2 separate regions of the Mus musculus genome follow, and region 1 is linked to region 2. A link is a contact called in public HiChIP or PLAC-seq data. All regions are on one chromosome and are shown on one strand. The core of a region is the stretch at or near the end of the contact, and the rest is flanking DNA. Distances in the headings are between cores, read along the strand shown.

Evidence for each region. HiChIP or PLAC-seq counts read pairs in DNA pulled down with a chosen protein or histone mark.
Region 1: a contact with region 2 is called in an H3K27ac HiChIP or PLAC-seq map of microglia, with 5 times the contacts expected there. The contact joins two enhancer-like sites. A contact is called at or near these places in 3 of 115 datasets of contacts at active chromatin or transcription factors (microglia, pancreatic cancer cells and stem cell-derived neural progenitor cells).

What each region holds. Positions count from the first base shown.
Region 1 is chr2:59,400,349-59,404,593 of GRCm38.p6, reverse strand. It overlaps Gm46743 (a long non-coding RNA gene), which reads left to right. Exons shown (of 3, transcript XR_001783312.1): 3 at 3,062-3,856. Among named protein-coding and RNA genes, the nearest start is that of 5330411J11Rik, 16 kb to the right of the region's middle. Within about 2 kb of position 2,538, at least 46 of the 459 cell types and tissues checked have an H3K27ac peak or open chromatin away from gene starts, as enhancers often do. A contact at or near this core is called in microglia, where this site is marked.
Region 2 is chr2:58,478,516-58,482,302 of GRCm38.p6, reverse strand. It overlaps Acvr1 (activin A receptor, type 1), which reads left to right. Exons shown (of 12, transcript NM_007394.3): 5 at 2,375-2,638. Among named protein-coding and RNA genes, the nearest start is that of Acvr1, 86 kb to the left of the region's middle. Within about 2 kb of position 1,357, at least 53 of the 459 cell types and tissues checked have an H3K27ac peak or open chromatin away from gene starts, as enhancers often do. A contact at or near this core is called in microglia, where this site is marked.

The sequences.
Region 1 (4,245 bases), core at 1,289-3,788, 920 kb before region 2:
CACATCACTGAATTGAGTTTTCTGATATCACAGCTGGAAATCCTTGGTTGCAGTCTACCTGATAGAAGGTGTGTGTGTGTGTGTGTGTGTGTGTGTGTGTGTAAAGCAGAAGATTCATCAAATTATTGAGAGATTAATAAATGATATTCTGGAGGAGACAATTAATAAAAGACACAAACTTCTCTTTTTGACATTTTTTCCCTACTTTCTCCTAGGCCAAAAGCTCAAGAATTTGGGATTTAAATAATTGTTTTAAGCCAAGTCAATTTGAAGAGGAAGAGTTGGAGGTTTATAGACTCCCCCGGTTGGCATCGGGTTGCTGATTAATGGTGCTGAAGCCTGTAATTATCCTCCTGTCAGGAGGCCTAGCGTCCTCAATAAATCCAGACTCATCTGCCTTGCCAGGGCTCCAGAGGGGAGTATCTTGATTTATTTCCCAATTGGCACATAGTCTCTTTACTGTACCTTCGGGAGTGTTCAACTACTTAATGGCTTGAGCGGTCAATTTTCGTATTGCCTATATTGAGCAACCCGGGATGTAAATATCCTTGCCCACGACTGTGAGGTCAGGAATTGGGTTTTCTTTCTTCTTGCCTTTGCTGTTCATTTCTTTTCCCCTAACTAACCGGTTTCATTAGGAACCTAGGTGTGTTCGATTGACAGCCAGCTTACTACCCATCACCTCTTGAGTCTTTGGCCTTAATCTGAGCTAGCCTTGCTATTGCAGCTGAGAGGATACAATGGAAGCAACCGTGCACACAAGTTTCAAGGCTGGGCTTCAAGTGGCCTTACGTTCTTCCCTCTGCTCAAGGAGCCTGCCAGGTTTGAATTCTAGTGAATCAGCCCAGTCTTGGCTAAGGAGAGGCATGGGGCCTCTCCCTCCTCAACCCTTCCCCATCTCTAGAGCCTACAAGCCCTGAGCTCAGCATAGACCAGAAGAACCACCCAGCGGAGCTTGGCTTAAACAGTTGAATGATGGAGTGAATGGTGCACTATATAAATTGCTGTCTCAAGTTTGGTTTTCTGTGCAGTATTATCAGAGTAATAGAGAAATAGAGAAACAGTTTTGTCTCATAAGGAAGCTTGTGTCCACTGCCAAGGAGAGCAGTCTGACTACTATGCACTCGTACTGGCAAGTAACACGGAGAACTTCTTTTCATTGAACATCACCTGTATACCTGTCATGAGGATAGGCATTTATTTTATTTATATCACCTCACTTAAACTTTGCTGCAAGCCCCTGAACCTGACACTAGTATCATCCACTTTATAGATGGGGTTGCTAATGATGCTGCCTCCAACTAAGTCTCTGGCTTCTGCCAGCTCTGATGCCTACCTTTTAACTCATAACATAATTGAAGAATTAGAGGGAGGGTCATCTAGCCTTTAGGGGTAGCAGAGAAATCTTTCCTAGGGCATGGCCAGTTGGAGGGACCAGAGTCCCAAGTTCGCAGGACACCAAGTCACTGTGGCATGAGGGATTGTGCTCAGGAGTTGAAGGATACATGCTGGTGACAGACTAGAATACTCATGGCTCACTTTGGGATGGAGGCTAAAGAAGGCAGACCAGAACTTGGGAGAGGGGGCAGGGGTGCATAGGACAGAACAAATTTTGTTTACTTTGTGTAAGCAGAAATCTGATGGAGAATTTCTGCGTTCCATGGATTAAAAGAAAACAAAAGATACTTTTAATAGGAAATCAATTTCTCGTGTTGCCTTTTTTGTACCATTCTTGTAATGTGTTTGCTTATTTAACATTTATATTGCATTTGAATGTCTGTCCATGTATACACCCACTTGTGTTTGTATGTGTGCGCGCACGTATGTGTGTGCGTGTGCGTGTGTCTATGTTCAGAAGACTCCCAACTCAAGAGTCTGCATCTCTGGGCTTGTCCAGCTTTCTTCTGAGGACTCAGCTGGGTGAGGGAGTGGGGCATACTGTGATACCCATAGTGTTGGGTGACTCCCCATCTCCACTAACTAGAGTCCTTCTCTGTAAATGTCCACATGGGGGACATTGCTCCAACAACATTCGACTCTCTACATTTGCAGAACTCAGCTTAGTCTGCGAACTCCCTGCAAGAAGCAACCAGGGCTGCCCGTGTTTATTGTTTCTCACTGGAAGGGAGGTCAGAGGCAATAAAATCAGTGGCTGTGGGCACAACCGTGCCTGGGCTCTGCGGTGTCTCTGTGAGTTAAGTCACAGAACACAGACACCACTGCTGTCCCAGTTTCGTGCATGAGCAAGCAGACAAGAGGGGGCAGCTGTAGTCAAGGCCTCACAGCTGGGACGGAGCTGAGTGTGGGTTTGAACTGGATCATTTGGTTCTGGAGCCCATGATCTTAAACTCTGCTCCAATAATCTGGAAATTAAACCAGGGAGGACAATGACCTGGGGGCAGGAGGGGAAGAGGAATGGCTGGGTTGTTGTTCAGAGACCTTCATCGTACACTTTACACATTTCCGTAGTGTTTGGAGGGAACACATAACAGAGACAGTACTGCCGTGACACTCCTGTTCCTTCCTGTGGGCTCCACCCAAGGACGGGCTATGCTAAGTGCCTGCTGCTGGCCTCTGCTCTGCCTGATTTTCCCATGTCAGCTTCCCCTTATCTGATCTTCCAGGCTGCTCCAGATGCCCAGAGCTCCCATGCTGGGCTTGGACTGACTACAGAGACTGGCCACTGCCTGGACCTGCTGCTTTGGCCAAGATATGTGGTTTTCTGATGTTCCTGCCTCTCAAATCTACACTGTGGCCACATCTGATCTCTCAAGCCCTCCTGGTCAAACTGTAAAAGTGAACTCAAGTTAGAGAATAAACAGCTGGCACTGTTTCTCCCTTGCAGGTTATAGCTGGTGTTTATAGCTAGAGTGGCGGGCAGACATGGAGGCTGCGGGCACATTTCAGACTATAAAATCTCAGCGTCCTCAGTGTCAAAAAAGAGTCACTAAAACCGAAGAACTAGTTGCAGGGACACATTGATTTTGTTTCCTGGCAAAGCTGGTCAGACCAGTGATGTCAACCATAAAATTCCTTGCTGTCCTTTATCTCTTTCCTCTAGGAAGAACTGTCCACTCCTCTCACCGTGTGTAGAAAAGACGGGCTGTGATGACCATGGAGGCAGTCAAAGAGCATCTTTCAGACGATCTCCCTGGGACAAATGCTTCGTTTTTACAGTGTCATCCCATGCCTTATTTTCTGTGGTAGCGTCATCCTGTGCCTTATTTTCTGTGGTGATCTTTTGCCCCCACACTGAACTGTCCCCCAAATAAGAGCGAGTGGTCATTTCCTCCTCTGACTACTGAAGCACACAGCAGACAAATCTCTATTGTATAGTTCTGGGAGTGGGGACATGTTGCTCTTTTCTTCTCAGTCAATCCACTCTCAGGCTACTTCCTCTCTTGACTTGCACAGCAGCCTGTAATGGCTGAAGAGGAAGTGAGGGGTCAGGGACTAATTTTGATCCTCATCCTGTATTTAGGATTCTAGTTCCCCTCACCTCCCTAGAGGTCTTGATCTGGAAAACAAGTTGTTTTTCATGGAACAAAGGCTTCTGGGAAGCAGGAAGGGCATCCCAGTAGAGCCCTGGGTGGGGAAGTGAGCCACCAGTGAGCTACTAGCAGCCCCGTGGGTGATTTTGGTTAGGGAGGACAAAGGATAGAGATCCTGGAAGGCTGGTAGAGAAGGTTAGGCCACACCCACTCCTGTCAGGATGGGGCTCCAGGCAATATGACAAGCCTTTGGTCAGTACAGCTCATGTAAGAATACTACATTTTGTTGGACCATGTCACCTGCAAAATGGAGACAGTAATACACTCCTCTTGTAATCTATCTATCTATCTATCTATCTATCTATCTATCTATCTATCTATCTATCTATCTATCTATCTAATATAATATATATCAATATATACGTATATATGTGTGTATATATGTATATATATATATATGAGATAAAGGTTTACAAGTTACCAGAGTCAATAAAGTGCAAAGAATTATTGTTTCTCTCAGCCCTGCTGGGCATGCTCCATTAGGACAGAATGTCCCCCCACCCCTTGTTGTTTTGTTTTGTTTTGTTTTTTTGAGACAGGGTTTCTCTGTATAGCCCTGGCTGTCCTGGAACTCACTTTGTAGACCAGGCTGGCCTCAAACTCAGAAATCTGCCTGCCTCTGCTTCCCGAGTGCTGGGGCCCACCCATTTCTAAAATGCAGTGAGAGACCAGCCCCCTCCCTTGCAGAGTCTGA
Region 2 (3,787 bases), core at 108-2,607:
TATAGTAGTCCTTATATACAATATGGTGACTAACTGTATTTGATTATCTATTATCATTCTGTGAAATAAGTCACTCTTTATCTTATTTTCATTTATCTCTTCCTCACAACACTAACTCTTCGTTCCCCAGCCCAGCATCAGCCAGATATACTTTTCAGTATATTAGGTATGTTTTTGGAAACGTGTGATTAAAAACCATTTACAGTGAAAGTGTTTGTGTTTTAAATTTGCACCAGTTGCCTTATTTCAGTCTTTAAAATACAGTCATCACATTCTTTTTCAGGTCACACACAAATCAATGTGATGCCTTTAACTTCCTCCACAACTCCCCTCCCCTATCCAGTTCCTTCAAAGAATGGTCACATGTTGGGCAGCATGGTTGACAGGTCTTGGCCCAGCTTCATCCCGTTCAAGAGTGGCAAGCATGTGTAGCTCCCTAGAAATATTACCTTTCAACTCTCTTTTGATAAGTGTAAACTTCTTGCTAGATTGTGTCAAATAAAGATGATCTCTTTGCTCATTAAAGGTTTTTCACTCATTAAACATGTCGGAAAGCTCTGGATTCTGAGGGTTAGGCTGGTGACGTACTTAGCACCGGCAGTGGCTATTTTAGATTTTCTGCTTTCAGGCATGTCTTTGCTCTGGGATGAGCCCCTTGTGGTTTTCAAAAGAACTCACAAGTCAATTATAAACAGAAGGACGTGTCTGTGTGCCTGCGTGTACTTACGCTGTGGGATGTAGCACCCACACGACAGCGGGCAGGGAACTATATTTCCACTTCTTTGAAGAGGGAAGAAGAAAGATTAGCAACAGTTTTCTTTTCTTTTTGAGATAACCCACATCTCTGTACACACCCACATAAATCTGTGTAAGTGAACTTGACATTTTTACTTTAAGGTCTTCTCTTAAAAGCACCACTACCTGATTTCCTTCTCTCCTCTTTCTTTCTCGCTTCCCCTTCCCCTTCCCCTTCCCCTTCCCCTTCCCCTTCCCCTTCCCCTTCCCCTTCCCCTTCCCCTTCCCCTTCCCCTTCCCTTCTTTTCTTTCTTTTTCTCTATCTGTGTCTTTGTGTCTCTATCTTTGTCTCTGTTTGTCTCTCTGTCTCTGTCTCTGTCCTGGCTGTCTGTCTGTCTCTCTCAAAAGACAATTATCTCACTCTCTGTGCCACAGACCTTGGACAAGCTCTGGGGGCTGAATTTCCTTGAGTAGGGCTTTGCTGACCGTGGCCTTGGCTAAGGAACAGCCTTAAGGACTGGCCTCTGTGCACACTCTGTCTTCCCTTCCCTTCCCTGCTGACTAAAAGTGTTGGAAGTAGCAAGTCTGAACCAGTCATCCCGATGAGGGAGGAGGGACGAGATGTGAAAGCGGAACTGCAAATGAGTGTTTTCAGAAGGCAGTTGGGAGGGCGAGGGGGTGATGGTGCAGCCTCTGCTGTGACTCAGCTTCTTGACATCGCCAGGGACTACCTGGTCCCTGGTGCTACCTGCTACCTAATTGTTACATACAGCTTTCTTCCCTTTGTTTGGGCCCTTGGACTGAGTGTTTAAAGCCAGTTTCCCCCCATGTTCTTTACCAGTTGACAATTCCTCTTTTTTTTTTTTTTTTTTTTCTTTTGTTTTTCAAGACAGGGTTTCTCTGTGTAACCTTAGCTGTCCTGGAACTCACTCTGTAGACCAGGCTGGCCTCGAACTCACAGAGATCCGCTGCCTCTGCGTCCCGAGTTCTGGGATTGAAGGCGTGCATCACCTCTCCTGGTTATCAGTAGATGATTCTTAAGAGCTATTTGTTAGAATTTTAACCAGTGCACAAACACAAGTGTTCTCATCACAGGTGGTGGTCTAGTGTCTAGCTGAACATGACAGTAACTCTGGTTTGTAGCTACAAACTCTCGTACAAGTGTGTTCTGAAGCAGTTAAGTTCTGAAACATCATTTGCTTACAAGTACAGAGCTAGCAGGAACTGGTGCTAACTGTTGCCAAGTATTTATTTAGGAGCCCCCCCCCCCCTACACTTTTTGTATAAAATAACTTTGCCAGGCATTATGTTGCCATCAAATATTTAGTTTAGATTCAGGAATTATGGATATGGGAGAGGGACTCCATGTCAGGAGTCTGGGCATCACAATGCCACTCTCTGTGCTAGCATAATCCTCGGGAGGATGGATGGATGCACAACGTAAGGCAGATACATTCATAGACTGAGATGGAGCTATTGTTTGAGTGACAATCTGGAGTGTAGACGCTGGTCAGAGTCGATGGTTCTGTGATTGGGTTTGGGGTGATCTTAGGGAAACCTGTTTGGATTTTTTTTTAACTCTGAAAGGGGCGAAGCTCATAGAACTGAATTGTTTCTCCTCCTCACCTCTCCTTTGCAGATGAGAAGCCCAAGGTCAACCAGAAACTTTACATGTGTGTGTGTGAGGGCCTCTCCTGCGGGAACGAGGACCACTGTGAAGGCCAGCAGTGTTTTTCTTCTCTGAGCATCAACGATGGCTTCCACGTCTACCAGAAGGGCTGCTTTCAGGTTTATGAGCAGGGGAAGATGACGTGTAAGACCCCGCCGTCACCTGGCCAGGCTGTGGAGTGCTGCCAAGGGGACTGGTGTAACAGGAACATCACGGCCCAGCTGCCCACTAAAGGTTCCCATGGCTCCTTCTATTACTAGATCAAGGGGTTTTGTGAGGGTTGCCCCAAGTCTGTGTGGGTTAAGGATCTGCGTAGCCAGAAGCATTCTTCCGACTTGCTGAGCCAGAGCTGCTGGGCCATGGAAGGTCACTCTGGGTGAGGAAGACAAAGGCATGGCCTTTGGGATTGAAAAGGAGAGTGATGTTTTGGGGAAAGTGAGTGATGTGACATGCATCCAGAGGAAGGGTGAAGGGGACGGATTCGCTGACTGCAGGTCATCACAAATGGGTGTATGGGGCATGTGTGTTTCGAGAGAAGTAGGAACACTAGCTTGGTGTCTGTGTGAAGTGCCTTTCCCTTGTTAAGAAGAAGATGAAGGAAGCCTTGCCCACCCTTCCAAATCAGATCCCTAGCCTTCTGAAACAGAAGTCAGATGAGGGTGTGTATGAGCCCTGAAGTTATGCCATTTCCCCTCATGTATTTCTTATGGATTCTGAACCCTTTGGAAGTCGGTCTTCCTCTGAAACTCTTTTTCTCATATGGTGAACTCTCATTGTCTTATCTCACATTACTGTCAATATTAATATAGGCTCACCCCAAGCCAAATTTATTCTTGTAATGTACAGTACCTCTTAATAGGTTTAATTATATGATTTTGTCCTTGTGGAAGAGGGAAAGCACAAATAGGATAAGAGAGGACACACACAGCCTTCATTGCTAGGACTGTCACAAGGCAGGAAGGAGGCAAGAGGCTGGAAACCAAAAGACCAATAGGTCACATGGCAGTTTTGAAGTTACTATGACCCCCTTTGGGTAGATAGAACAGGCTACATTGGGATATAAAAATAGGATCAAACACAAGGGTTTGAAAAAGGATTGGCTATTTGAGTAATTAACTCACAGGTCATTTCCTTATGCTCACTGAGTTAATCCTTTGCTAAAAGAAGGGATGGACAGGAAGAAACATCTGTATTCACACAAAAACCTTGCCAGCAGTGTGAAGATCCTCACGAACACATTATGCTGCACACTACGCAACACCTTTACTTATGTGTTGACTTGGTTGTGTTTGTGTGTGCGAAAGCGCAGGCACACATGGCCCTGCATTTGCACATGTGTGTTGAGCATGTCAGAGGACAACTTGTAGGAATTGGTTCTCTTAT